Linked DNA regions of Mus musculus: region 2 is linked to region 1. A link is a contact called in public HiChIP or PLAC-seq data. All regions are on one chromosome and are shown on one strand. The core of a region is the stretch at or near the end of the contact, and the rest is flanking DNA. Distances in the headings are between cores, read along the strand shown.

Region 1 (6,912 bases), core at 1,856-4,355:
AATTTGCATCCTACATGTCAGTTATCCCAAGACCAAAATAATTACCCCAATGACAGATGTATAAAAGAGTCAGATTGTGTCATTTCCCCCTAGAGGGACTATTTACTAGGAGCATAATAATAGTATTTAGCAGTGAGCAAGCACCTATCAATGCTAGGCATATCCACATATGGCAGCTCACTCACCCTACTACCAATTCACTAAGTGAGCTTATCTTCAGCAAACAGATAATCAAACTAGATATTAGAAAGGGCACAAAACTTAGAATGATCACTCAACTAGTAAACATCAGCGCAGGAATTTAATCCAGTGGCTCCCAAACCTAAGTCTGAAACTTGCTTTTTGCTGCCATGTTCCATAGACTGTCAATCAGTCAAACCAGAAGGGAGATAGCATTTCATAACTACCTGTCTCTGTCAGAGTTCTGATATTAATCTCTCCTTAATTTCCCTATCTTTAAGCTTTTTATATTCATAAATTATTTGCCACTTAATGGAATTGTCTTTAAAATTTATGATATTGTGCTTCAGGATAAACATGGCTATAAACTACTGTACAATTGCTTTTAGCTTACAAAAAGTCAGAATATGTCTAATGGGAATTAGCAATGAATCATCAGAAGATTCTGTGTTATTTTGTTGAGAGGTTTATAGTGCATTGAAAATGCATATATTGCCCACAGGAAATTATCTAAAGTCTCTAAAAGAAGACGATGTGATTAGTAGGTTGAGTATCTGATAGAGATTGGTCCTTTTGAAATCAATCAAACCATATAGATCATTTATGATCTAATGACAGCTATTGACTGTTACTGACAAAGAAGAGCTTTGCTAAGAATATCTTGTTATTTGTATTGAATCATTTTACTGTCATGGATTAATTATACTAAATTATTTGGTTATAAAACTAAAAATAACACGTATCATATAATTTAGTTATGTTCACCATTGCTAGATAAAACCAAGAGGAAATGCACCTTTGGTAAGAGTAGGACCACTTGCCATACACATACTTGTATTTAAGAGTCAAGTGTAGCAATTCCAATTTGCTTGTACCTTAATCAACAAAACTAATCTTTACCTTATTATATTCATGGAATAACAAAGCATTTTATTGTTCATATTTTTAATTTGATCTTAAGCAATAACTGTGTTTACTTTGCCTTACATTCTCTCCTTTATATTTTGGCACCTATTAAACTTTATTCTTTAATTGCTTTCACACAATGTAGCAGCTTTTCTTATGGCATTTCCATGCATCCTTGTTTTGAGTTGACCCTTCCCTGCTTTTTCTATCTCCCTGTTCTTATCCTTGTTGGAACCCTTCCACTCCCAGCAGTTACCTCCCACTTCCGTACTTTGCTTTCCATCTCCTTTAAAGTTCCCTTTCTCCTCTCTCATGTGCCTATCCTATAAATTGTTGCCTGGCATCTCTCTCGTAGATACGTGTATATATAGAAGCTAGATGCTAAGATCTGCATATAAGAGAGAGCATGGCATGTGTTTGTATGCTATGCCTGAGTTACGTCACTATATTCAATATTTTCCGGTTGCATCCATTTTCTTGTGCATTGCATAATTTCCTTGTGTGTGTGTGAGTGTGTGTGTGTGAGTGTGTGTGTGTGTGTGTGTGTGTGTGTGTGTGTGCGTGTGTGTATACATTTTCATTACCCATTCACCTCTAGGTAGATGTTTAAGCTGATTCCATCTTCTTGCTGTGTCAAGTGTCTCTGTACTAAGATGTAGTCTTTTGGGCGCATGTGCAAGAGTGGTATAGCTGCCTGAGAAGCTCTGCACTGACTGCCCTGGCTGCTGCATCATTCTGCACTCCCAGCAACAGTGAATAAGTAATCCCATTTCCTCACATCCTCCACAGCATGTGCTGTCATTTGTGATGATAGCCATTCTGACAGAGGTGAGAGAGAATCTTAAAGTAGCTTTAATTTGCATCCCCCTGATAGCTAGGCATGTTTAACACTTTCTAAAATGTCTTAGTCAGTTGTCTTTCTGCTTTTGAGAATTCTCTGTTTTTATAAATTTTCATACCAGTTAGAAACAGACCAGACACACTCAATGGGGATTCTAAAAGAGATCATATCACATCTAACTTATTTTTCACTGTATCTCTATAGTTGAACACAAGCATAAAACATGACATGAATAACATAGTAATCGATATCTGAAGACATGTGGTTTTTAAACAAGTGCATGGTTGTAATAATACTTGTCCTAGTTTCTCAGGCTTAGGTGACACTATTGTACTTCCAACTAATCTCCTACCCTCATTATGTGTTTCTTCCATGCCACTGAGGTGAGAATGGATGGAAGGTGAAAAATATAAAAAGTAAATTAAATCAAGTAAAGTGGTAGGAAGTGTTGCCTAGAAACCGTGTTGTGGGGAGGGAGGAAAATGAAGATTGTGTCCTATTGAAGCATCAAGTCAAAAAAGCCAATTCTAGAACAAAGGGTAGAAGATTCAGAATAGCAGGAAACAGGGGAACATCTAAATGGCTAATAGTGGACTGGGGGCTCAAATATGTGTTTGCAAAGTTATATAGCGGTGACACTTCGAGAGGAGACTAAAAAAGAAACATCCTGGAGACCAGAGAGATGGCAAAATGATTTACTAACCAGAGTGAATGAATTGTACCATTACAGAACTAGAGATTCTTTGATACCTTCAGGTTGACTCTAGAGCACTGAGCATTCCAGTTAGTATGCAGAAGTGCTATGTTGCAAAATTATTCAGCAGATTTCATGAGCAATGGAGATGTGTAGTTTCTCTGTTTGTAAGAGAATTCTTGCTCTAAGGGAATGAGATGGAAAAATAACTCAACAAGGTCAATAAGAAGGAACTTAAAATGATACAGAGTCAATAAAGTTCGCCATGGATTCTGTTGAGATGTGGTTACTCACGCAGTTGGATGTGTTGCTCACCGAGTCTTAGATGAAGACTCAAAGTGCTAAGTGTACAGCTATAGGCACTAAACACACATTTTCAAAGTTGAGAATATTTAAATGTCAAGGAGTTTGGCACTGGGACATCTGGAGCTGACACTGTTAGCCGTGAATCTACATCCTGGTTGTAAGACATTAACCACTGTTTACAACTCAGTGACTCATTTATCCTTTTCAGCACTGGTAGGAATTAATCATCATGCATACTGCCCAGAGAGTTTAGAAACAAATGAGCGGTCTCCATCTTATCTTGTACATGTGATCAGATCTTAATTACTACCAAGGACAGTGACATAAAACTGTTAATCCCCACAGTCAGCACCTTAGAGGCTGAAGGACTGCTATCCTGTCAGTACTGCAGGAAGTATGACAGGAGGGATGATAAAGGGATAGGAATGGAGGGGAAAGGAGAGATTACATAAATAAATAGATAGATAATTAAATTAGTTAACTAATTAGATTTTAACAACACCCAAATCAACATTAAATGGTGATCACATAATAATTAAAATAAATACTCAGATTCTACTCTGTTCTATTCGGCCAAACCTGTCTTTATCCCAAAGTCTGGTTGTTATTAGTTGTACCTAATATTATTCATTAACCTCTTTTATATTATTTATTTTATATTACTTTATGTACTTCCCTTATAGAACAATCAATATGTCAAATACCTTATAGTACCTTGTCTGAGATTCTTTTTTGTAAAAATGTCTCCAGTGAATTTTAGCAGATAGCTGTCAAGCTGATGTTGCAAATTCTGTCTAAAAATGGACCTTTCAGAGCCATCACAGTGCCTCAGTGAGTGCAACAACCTGCTGTCTCCAGCAAGAAATGTCAAGGAAAGGAGTCAGGGCCAGATGCTGGAACAGGATGTTACAGGAATGCAAAGTGAACATTCTAGAAGGTTCTCTCTTTGCTCATTAAATGGGTCTCACAAAGATTACTTCCGCTTTATTGTTGTTAGTTTTTTTCAGTAACAAAAGAATAATCACTTGAGAGATGTTTTAAAGAATTCGTATTTAAACCTGTTCTCCAATTGTACTGAAACTCAAACAGGAGCCATAGCTCCTCTTTGGTGGATAAAGAGTAGAATGTTTCTGTCTTCAAGTAATATTCAACATGGTCTTTCTTCCTAGAGTGATAAACAACTTTTAGCATTTCAAAGTTCTTAAAACATTCTATGGTAAAGTGATTGATCCCTGTTCTCTCTCCTAGACTTTCACAGATGTGTTTGGCCAGAGAATACTTGCACTGTTTACAATTGACTCTGACTATATTTTCTGGATCTCTCTATCAGTGAAGCATGATACATGAAGAATACAAAAGAAAAAAAAAAAAGAATATAATATAACACAAGCAAGCCAGAAATCTGGTACACAGAATTTGTTAGGCCAACAAGGATCAAAGAGACTCAAATTCCAGATGATAATCCAAATGTCTGAGTCATTTTAGGCAAAGTATCTGTCTACTAAAAAATAAAAATCTGAAACACACACACTATGAAACATATGTAGATAAGCTAGGTCAGAATTCACAGTGGGAGTCTTATCACTAAGCCCTGGGTTATAGTAAAAGTTAGGACAATTATCTGAGCACCCTTTTCAAAAGATGACATGGTCTGAAGACATGATTTGGTGATCAAGATTGGGCAATGCTCTTGCTGAGGACCCAAGTCCAATTCCAAGCACCCATGTTTATTATCCTACCATTATCTGTAGTTTCAGTTCCAGGAGATCTAACACCTCTGGTCTCTGTGAGCATCAGTACCCACTTGCACATACCACACATAGTTATGTGCATATGCACATAATTAAAATAGAATGAACATTTTAAAAGTTACATATGAATGGACTAGGAGAATAACTTTCTGGTTAAGCATGGGAACTTAAGTTTGATCTCTTGTACCCATGTAAAAAAGCCAGGAAAAATGATAACGCTTACAAAAAGGACATAGAAGGATCCCTGGCTAGCTAGCTAACCCAGCTGCTCTGACAAGCTTAAAAAAGTACAGTGAGACTAGAGTGATGGCTCAGTAGTTAAGAGCACTGGCTGCTCTTCCAGAGGTCATAACAGCTACACTATGCTTCACACCTGTTTGATGATCTCTTCTAGCCCTTATGGGCACCAGGCATTCATGTGATGGACAGATAGGCAAAACATCCATGCATATACTAAAGAAAGAAAGATAGAGCAAGAATGAGTGAGAGAGAGAGATGTGGATTCCACATTGTGAAGCAAAGCATATGAAGTTGTCCTTGGTACAACACACATGTCCACCTACATACACACAGGAACACAAACATACACACATGTACACACACACTCATGGACACATACACATGCAGACATACATGCAGACACACACACACACACACCACAATATATGCTGAGTTCCGATATAATTAGTGCTGATATGTCACCAACTTATGGAGCCTAGGGTTAGAATAACAATATGAACTCAATATTTTAAAAAATCCTTTTCTAGCTCAAAAGGAATTGAAAGCACACATTACTTTAAGTAGACGAATGTATGTTTAACTCTTAGCTTCTTTTCTGTCCTTTACACTGAGATAGCTTGACTGTTTCATACAGCTACAATCCTCAGACAACAGGATTTAAGAATAATCCTGATCAATACTCCAATGTTCATTAGTGAGAATAATATGAAGGTAAGTCTGTTCAGACAGGCATTCCATCCTGATCTATGAACTGGATCACCACCTTTCCCTTAATGTCTTACACCCCACCCTGCCTCTCTGCTAATGCTGTAATATCTCTAGTCTGTGTGTTGATTCCAAACCTCTTTCAGGCAAGTGGATAGACGTACGCCACCATCTCTGAACCAAAGAACAAGCAGTGGCTTCTTTGTAGGGGCTATCCTGAGAAGTTAGGGTTGCCAACAGGGGGAAATTAGAGCAGAGCCAGCTGCAAGGCTGGTCTGATGCTGGTCCGCTGAAACACCAAGTTAGAATCCTCCAACCATAACACATCGAGCAAGGATCTCCTCAAAGCTAGATAGTCCAAGTTAAGAAGCAGATCTACTTTCTCTTTCTTTCTAGAAGTCAGCCTAAAGAGTTTTCCCTGCCTGTCTCGGCTATGAGAAAGGGCAAAAATGAGTAGAGGGATCCAGGATTTCAATTACTAATGACCAGCTCCACAGAGTCAGGCCACTGTAACACAATGGAAGCAAGTTTTCCTTTTAAGATATTTTGAATTTCTGTAGCAATTCTCATTATTTTCAGATGTGTCGTATAAGAACTTTAACCACCTGCTGTAGCTCTCTACTTCATCAATAATCAACATTTGTTAGTAGCTCATTGCATGGGCTCTGCTTGAAGCCATTTCAAAGATAGAATGCCTGTCCAGAAGATGTACTACTGGGACCTACATTTCTAACAAAATGAAATGCAAAATCTGCTGGGCCATTCGCTTGCTGATCTTCAACCGAGGCCTTGATTTATGTGTCCAAACTTATTCCATGTCAGGATTTGTAAAGATCTGTGCTCTACCTTCTATCGTTGTCTGGATTATACAATAAGCCATTAGCCATTTTTCTTTTTTAGAATCGTTAAATTTTACAGATATGCCTATAGAAAATTCTCCAGAGCCATCTAATTTAGACTTTTACAGTGTTTTCTGATAAAGTTCTAATTTTAAAACTTGTCTTGGAAATTTATGCTTAACAGAAATAAGAAAGTTTTTAAATTTTTTTGAGTCTGAGTACGAACCTGGCCTATAAATTGGAGGAATAAAAAGAGGCTGCAAACAGTGGTGGTGGTGGCGGAGTCATCAAGCTGCCACACTCTGTATGTGTTCCTACTTGCTGAGGATGATCGTATATTATGCTGAGGGTAACACTTCAGCTTCTTCCTGTGAACATGATCTGCCAAAAGTGCTACCAAAAAAGAATACTGTTCTAGAGGAACCCAAAGTTTATGTGAAAAATTTAACC
Region 2 (7,520 bases), core at 3,638-6,137, 290 kb after region 1:
AACTGGAACCAAAATCCAGCCCCTTGCTGAGCTTTAGCCTTGAAACACTGCGGCTGCCTGCTTTTCTGAATTATTCAAATAGTGTAACTTTCCCTTTTTTCTTCTATCTTTTTCTTTTGGATACTGTCCAAAGTCGAGGCACACTTCCCTGGATACCCTGGGCTTTCTCCCTCTGTGTCCTCAAAGCTTCCATCGCGCAGCTCCTTGCATGCTCTAAAGCTGCTTGCTGATTTCCATTGCCTGCTGTTCTGTGAACTGCTAATAAAATAGTCCTGAAGCTGCCTTTTCCAGCCATCTCTAAATTCGATTATTAGTGAGACTATGAGCCTGAAGACGAAACCTTGATTTTCATAGTAAAGGGGGAAGTAATTGATTGAGCTTTTAAGTCATATTTATTTAGCCTAGTTAAAATTCACTTTAAATCACAAAGTCAAAGAAAAACCACCAGAAAAGGACACATTCAAGCTCTAGAATAAATATGAGAGCTTTATTTCAAGGGAAATCAGATTTTTAAAAGCTGGACATGTATGTAACTTTAATAGCTAAATTTTCCTGAGTAGCAGAAAGTTACCTAAAAAGAATGAAAAGTGTTGATTTGGCATCTGCAGATTGGGAGTGCTTGTGGCAGAGCTTGTGAGCTTGCCAGCTCCGATTTCATGTGGCTAGCACCATGTTTTGTCAATTTGTGTCTTTCATTTTTGCCCTGATTCTGTTATTGTACTCTGTCAGAAGCAATCAAGTCAGGATCAAGAAACACAGCTTAATCATAGCTGTGATAAATGGATTAAAGAACGTCAATAACCCTGAGGTTTCTGGGAGCAAATTGTAGTGCTTTTGTATTTGAGTTGGAGCATAATAGTCTTATCACTTATTAAAAACAAATTATACCTGTCAACTTATGTTAATGATTTCTAACTGCCTAATTAAGCCTATGTTGGTTTAAATTGTACAATAATTAAAATGGCATTGTTCATGGTTGAAAAATAATCGTGATTATGTTTGAAATTTGCCAAGTCCCTCATCAAAGTAAGGGTTTCAACACTATCAGTCATCAAAATGTGTCCATCCCGCCCACAGCAACGCCATGACTGTTCCTGCCTACTGAACTATGATTATGGCTATAGAAAAAAGCTTATTATTCTCAACATTTAAGATTAGAAATTATGGTAATTTGGGCAGTGAAATATTTCCAAATTTTCCTAGTATTTCTATTCATAATGGTTGGTTTAACATGTCAATTTGACACAGACTTTGAATCTGTCTAGATCAGGTTGGCCTGTGGATATGTCTTTTGGAGATTGTTTTGATTTCATTAATTGAAGTGAGATGAATTTACCATTATGGGTGCTTACATTTTCTAAGTTTGGGTACTAAACTGTGTCCATGTAGTGAGAGGACTGAGCACAAGGAGCCCACATACATTCATTTCTCTCATTTATTGACTGTAGATATGATGTAGCTAGATTTTTGAAGTTTCTACATTGCCTCCATATGCGTATATATATTTAAGAGATACAATGCATCTGGTTTACAAGTTCATTCCTAAAAATATTAAAAACGCAGTGTATGTATTGTATGTATGGCAGCAAGAAGATAAGTGCACCCAGCTGCACTCTGGATCCCTATTTGTTAGTCAGATCTTCAGCATTTACTTTGTTGCTTAAATTTTAATATATATTGGAAGAGATGCCATTGGATTCCTCTCAGAGTTCTTTGATCTATAAGGAGCAAAAACCATTTCTGTTACTTTATTGGACAATAAAATATCATAAGTGCCTTCAGAGAGTAGAACTTTGTGACTAAATTTAGAGCATCTTGCAAACCATTTCAAAATACATTCCTCTGCCATTAGGTAGTTTGAGTCTTGAGATCTTTGCAAGTGTTGTTTCAATAGAATCAAGAGCAGCACAGTAGCATGCACTCAAAAAGCAGGGTACCTGGTATGCTATTAAGAAGAGGGAACTTACTGCAGCGTGTTTCAGATAACTCCCTCAAGCTGGATGATGACACATGCTTGTAATCTTAATCTCAAGGCTGAGACAGAAGGACTGAATTCAAAGCTAGTCTTGATAACATAAGATACTATCAGGGAAAAAGTAATAATTAAAAAGCTTTCATATTACAGATTCTTTTGATCTGAGAAACACTCTTAGAAATAAGCAGAGGGCGGGACTCAGACTGAGGTAGACTACGGGATTACAGGATGTGGCTCAGAAGATAAAGAGGGGCATAAATGATGATGCCTAACGTCTAGATTCCCGTTTATTTTTTCAGCTTTGCCTCTACATAAACCTATTCGAGCCTCAATTAAGTGAAGATTTTTAATGATTGGACATTTATCATTATCAATGAGTGCAGAAGAGGCTCTAAAGAGAAAAACAGTCAGGTGAAGACGTGTGTGGTACTTGAGAGTTTAGGCTTGACTTTAGCACTATGGGAGCTTGGGAAAAATGGGTTTTACTTAGGAGAGTTTCTTGATCATTTTGCTTTATAAAGAGCTGTCTCAAGCATCATGTGATGATTTGATGGATATGTGTGCTTATGTAGAGAAGAATATTATAGACATATAGAATATTGAAGAGGATTGTAGAGTTAAAAGATACCATATGACGTTGCTTTTATACTAGATTAATGTATGCTTACATTAGGATTCTAGTCCCTCTGTGATTGGATAAATCATTATCCTTCCTGACATCTCCTTTGCCACTTAGGTGTTTGTAAGATGGTTTGTCTGATCTAATGCTTTTAAATTGATCACTAGTACCTGACACACAGTAAGCATGCGGTAGATATCAACTGAAAGGCAATGTGCCAAAAGCATTCTAATGTAAATAATGAGAAAGATGCAGCATGATCCCAGAGAGATGGAGATCATAAATCCAGAAGAACAACGACAAACTAGAGATGCAAAGGGGAAATGTTCTAGTTATGTGTTCTATGTACATGTACATAGAAACCAGTTCTAAGATATCCACTTTCAAATCCTGTAAACAATGACAACTAACATTTCTGAGTTAAAAAATATATGTGTTCTTGCCTTAGTTAGGATTTCCATCGCTGTGAACAGACATCATGACTGAGGCAACTCTTATAAGAGACAACATTTAATTGGGGCTGGCTTACAGGTTCAGATGTTCTGTCCATTATCATCATGGCAGGAAGCTGGCAGCATCCAGGCAGGCGTGTTGTTGGAAAAGGTACTGAAAGTTCTGCATCTTGAATCAAAGGTGGACAGGAAGAAGGCTTGTATTCCCAGCAGGAATAGGAGCATCTCAAAGCCCACCCCCATAGCAACACATTCTTCCAATAAAGCCACACCTACTCCACCAAGCCTATACTTCCTAAAAGTGCCACTCCTTGAGCCAAAAGCACATTTAAACAACTACACTTCTTTAATAAGCAAAATGAGCATCTCTGTGTACACAAAATGGAAAAAAAACACATAAATTAGCATGTAAGGAGTGGACCTTTGGAACTAACACATTGAATTTCAAAGCACCCCATTTGTTACAAATATTAGCAAAATCATGCATTAAGTACATGGAGGATAGCCCAGTAGGTGCAGTGCTAGTACACTGTTAGTAAAGAAAAACCTTACTTTACTCAAGTTCCATTTTATTACCTTTCTTCCTCGAGGGTTCCAGGATATGACAAGCAGCACTTAATTGACATGTGTCCTTGGTTTCTTCTTGGCTTTGAAAGTTCATGGTATCTTGTCATGTGTTTAATTCAGTTTAATAAAACACACAGCAACCACAGCAGAACAAGAAGCACAGACCAATACAGTTTCTACACCTACAGAATAAACTAATTTTCTTTGCTGTCAAAGGTACAAAGGTCTTGAAGGGTCATGATAATTGACCTCCTCCTTCTTCTTCTTCTTCTTTTTTTTTTTTTTATTCTTTATTAGGATCAGAATTCTAAATCCAAAAGCAGTACCTGCTTTACTCATTTTGGGCTCGATATCTGATTGTGCACATTCAATTCAAAGGTGTCTTGTGAGTCTGCTGTGTTCTCCTGGAGTTGAGCTGCTCTGACGATTTCTGGGATTTCATTTAGTGGGAACAGAATGTCAATAGGCTGAAATGAAGCTGAGAAGGATCCAACATGGAAGCTGTCTTTGTTATTTTCTTCCTGATCCATTAAGTTTCCCCGTTCTTACTCTCTACTGGCCACTTAGGAAATACATAAAACTGTATCATTCATAAGATTTAACCTTAGTGGGACTTCAGGACATCACAAAATTAGAGAATAACCTATTTTGTGAAAACTATGTGAAGAAGAGAACATATTGTTCATCAAATGTAAGAAAGGTATCATTACCTTTTCTTTAATCTCCATGAATGGTTCAAGTATTCCAGAAGAAGAAGAAAAGGTCTGGGAATAATAAAAACGTATCACCACTTAGAAATTTGCTGAGTGTATTAGAATTAGCTGTGTTAGTCACAAATTACACTGATCAAATTTGTTTATCATAAAACAAAGTGCAATAATGCATACAAAAGTCAGTACTAACCTTGGCCAGTAAATGTTAAACATGTTGTTGATATTACAGTTAAAGAATGCAAATGGAGAAAGGTCCACGGAGAAATAGTAGCTATTCAATAAGTCTACAATAATGAGTAGTGCTAGTTTAGGGGAAATGTGATTGACAACACTATTTGTATGCTCCATATTTATTTTGTCTTGAAAGGAAGCACAAAGTTTTGTGGATAAAGCTTAATATTTGGGGCAGTAGTAGCAGCATACTGGCTGGCCTTTCTCCAGACCCTCCCTCAGTGGTGTGTGGAGAAGGCAGGCATTTGCTGTGCCTACACACTGTACTACTTGAGCCCTGAAATGATAAATCGGAAAATTTGTATTGAACCTTCCCAGCTATCCTCTGAGACACAGAGAGAAACCTTTGCCCATATTGTGTAAGTCAGTCTTCTCTGGGAAAGGGCCCTTTGGAAGACAAAAACAGTAGCCCAGTGTTTAGGTTTCATTAAAATGTCAACATACCCCTCCAAAGACAAATTTCTGTATCTCGCCTGTGGTCTCTGTTCGGTTACCCATTAACCAGATACCAGGCTTCTTTGCTCAGTCATCTTAAATATTCAACAAACATGAAACTTAGTGTCATGTTAAAATGGTTACAATGAGTGTTGAACTGGGATGGCTCTAATTGACAGTCAAGCAAACATCTCTACAGTGAAACTAAGGAAGATCCGTAGAGACTCCACATTGCATTAGGTCCGAGAACAATCGAGATATACCCCAATATGGAGGTGGAACTCAGAAGGAATGAGAAGGAAAGAACCAAGGATAGAGAGAAAGCTGGGTAGGAGGGCAAAGAGGGAAAGATGGGCATGATAGCCTTTCCTTCCTCCTCATCAATAGCCTATGGATTTCTATCAAGGGGTATGAAGATCCAAGTATCTTAACTGTGATTGGATTTCCTGTGTGTACTTAAGAAAGAGTGATGTGTTAGTTGTATAGGGCAGAAAGAATCTGCATTGGCCTATAGGATACAGAGGTTCCAGGTGACCTGATCACGACTAATAATTCTTATTAATAAAAAGACATGGCCCAAATCAAACTACACTAAATCCATTCCTCTCTTTCATACATTGCTTTTAGTCCTGGGCATGATTGGATTCTAATACCTGCCTCTGCCAAATTAGGTCATTTTGTACCTTCCTAATCCTTATAACCTCTTAGAGCCTCGAACCATTGGTTTTACCATTTGTAACTGATGGACATGTTTTTGGATCCAAGTGAAATCATTTTGAGCATTGACTTTTTTTTAATTAGGTATTTTCTTCATTTACATTTCCAGTGCTATCCCAAAAGTCCCCCATATCCTCCCCTCCCCCACTCCCCTCCCCTTCCCCCCACTCTCACTTCTTGGCCCTGGCGTTCCTCTATACTGAGGCATATAAAGTTTGCATGACCAATGGGCCTCTCTTTCCTCTGTTGGCCGACTAGGCCATCTTCTGATACATATGCAGCTAGAGTCACGAGCTCTGGAGGGTACTTGACTTTTATAGGCTTAGATTTACCTAAACCTACTTTATTTAGGGTTCTTGAATGCTTCAACCTCCCTTCTAACCCATTGACTAGAGGCTGGGGAGAACAAAGGTTAATAAGAAAAGGGCTTGTGGACCTGATTAAAAGTAGTTCGTTGGGAAGATTCCACTATTTGTTTTCAGGATTCCAGCCGTCCAATTCAACAGGAAACACCAAACACTAATCAATAGCAGTGGCTTGATCCAGCAGAAACTACAAGGCTCTGTTGAATTGACAGTCAACAGAAGTGGAAAGACTCAGCTGAAATAATGCAAGAAACTTTTTTCACCCATTTTCTTCTATGAAGTGAAGACCATCAAAGACCAGTGAAGGAGCAAGACGAGCAAACCATTGTGCAAGTGAAGTATTGCACAGTAGTGAAGCATTGCATGGCCAGCGAAGATCAGCAAAGACCAGTGATGTATTGCATGGTATCACAATGCAAAAGGGACTTCTCACTGTTTACAGGGTTCCATTTATACTCTTTCCAAATGTCACACACCCTCTCAAGCATCTGCTTCAACAAAACATCAAATGCCTTCTCATATGTTTGCTTCAGTAAAACATCCTCTCCAGACAGTTTCTGGAAAACCATCAGGTGACACAACTGAGTTTCCAGAGAAACCAAAACTTCCCACTTGAGATTTTTTAACACAGTACTTCTAAGCAAATACCAAAATAGCATTTTGTTTTGAAAAACATGGTCAGCTAGTTAAGCCATCCCTTTCTGCCATGTCTGCTACTATTTTGTTGAATTCTGCTGTTCTGAAACTCAGGTTTTGTGTCCAAAATATTCAAAATCTTTCTTTAGTGGCTGAGTCCTTGGTTTTACTTTCAGAGACCCAGACAGTTGTGAGAAGCTCAGCAATGTGAATGACACAATGCCAGGTGCTTTGAATACAATAAGACAAAGCCAAGGTTGATCCATTGGGAGCAGGTTCTCGATTAGCTGGACCCAACTAGTAGTGCAGTTTTTAGCAAGTAGTGTGCTTAAAAAGTCAACTGTGACATTACCAGGGTTTCAAGTCTTCATTTTACAAGTCAAGTTCTGAGGGATCTGTGGGCTTGTCCAATGTCACCTAGCTTGTATGTTTTAAAGCAAGGATCTAAGTTCATATTTAAAGACAGACCCCCATCTTCTTTCAGTTAAATTTCCTTTTTTCCACAGTACATGCTCTATCCCCTAGTAGCAATTCATTATGTGTGATCATGCCTGTCTCAGCTCTGTGTGAATTACAAAGTGCTAGACAACTGTTATGATTGCTACAGTGGATAGAAGGGGGATGTCATTTATGGTTCCTAAGGGACAATCAATGAATAACTGATGAGCTCAGTTGTGGGCCTAATCCTGTTCACATGCAACTTAGCTTCTCATGTGTATATTTGAAATGTCTCTTTATAATTAGTATATTGCTCCCATGGAAGCATTAATCATGCCATTTCTGTATTTTAAATCAAGGCAGAGCACCACG

Evidence for each region. HiChIP or PLAC-seq counts read pairs in DNA pulled down with a chosen protein or histone mark.
Region 2: a contact with region 1 is called in a FOXA1 HiChIP or PLAC-seq map of pancreatic cancer cells. The contact joins two enhancer-like sites. A contact is called at or near these places in 2 of 115 datasets of contacts at active chromatin or transcription factors (embryonic stem cells and pancreatic cancer cells).

Annotation. Positions count from the first base shown.
Region 1 is chr15:41,373,011-41,379,922 of GRCm38.p6, forward strand. No RefSeq gene overlaps it. Among named protein-coding and RNA genes, the nearest start is that of Gm41312, 59 kb to the left of the region's middle. Within about 2 kb of position 3,106, at least 6 of the 459 cell types and tissues checked have an H3K27ac peak or open chromatin away from gene starts, as enhancers often do. A contact at or near this core is called in pancreatic cancer cells, where this site is marked.
Region 2 is chr15:41,665,059-41,672,578 of GRCm38.p6, forward strand. All of the region lies in intron 3 of Oxr1 (oxidation resistance 1), which reads left to right. Among named protein-coding and RNA genes, the nearest start is that of Abra, 200 kb to the right of the region's middle. Within about 2 kb of position 4,888, at least 3 of the 459 cell types and tissues checked have an H3K27ac peak or open chromatin away from gene starts, as enhancers often do. A contact at or near this core is called in pancreatic cancer cells, where this site is marked.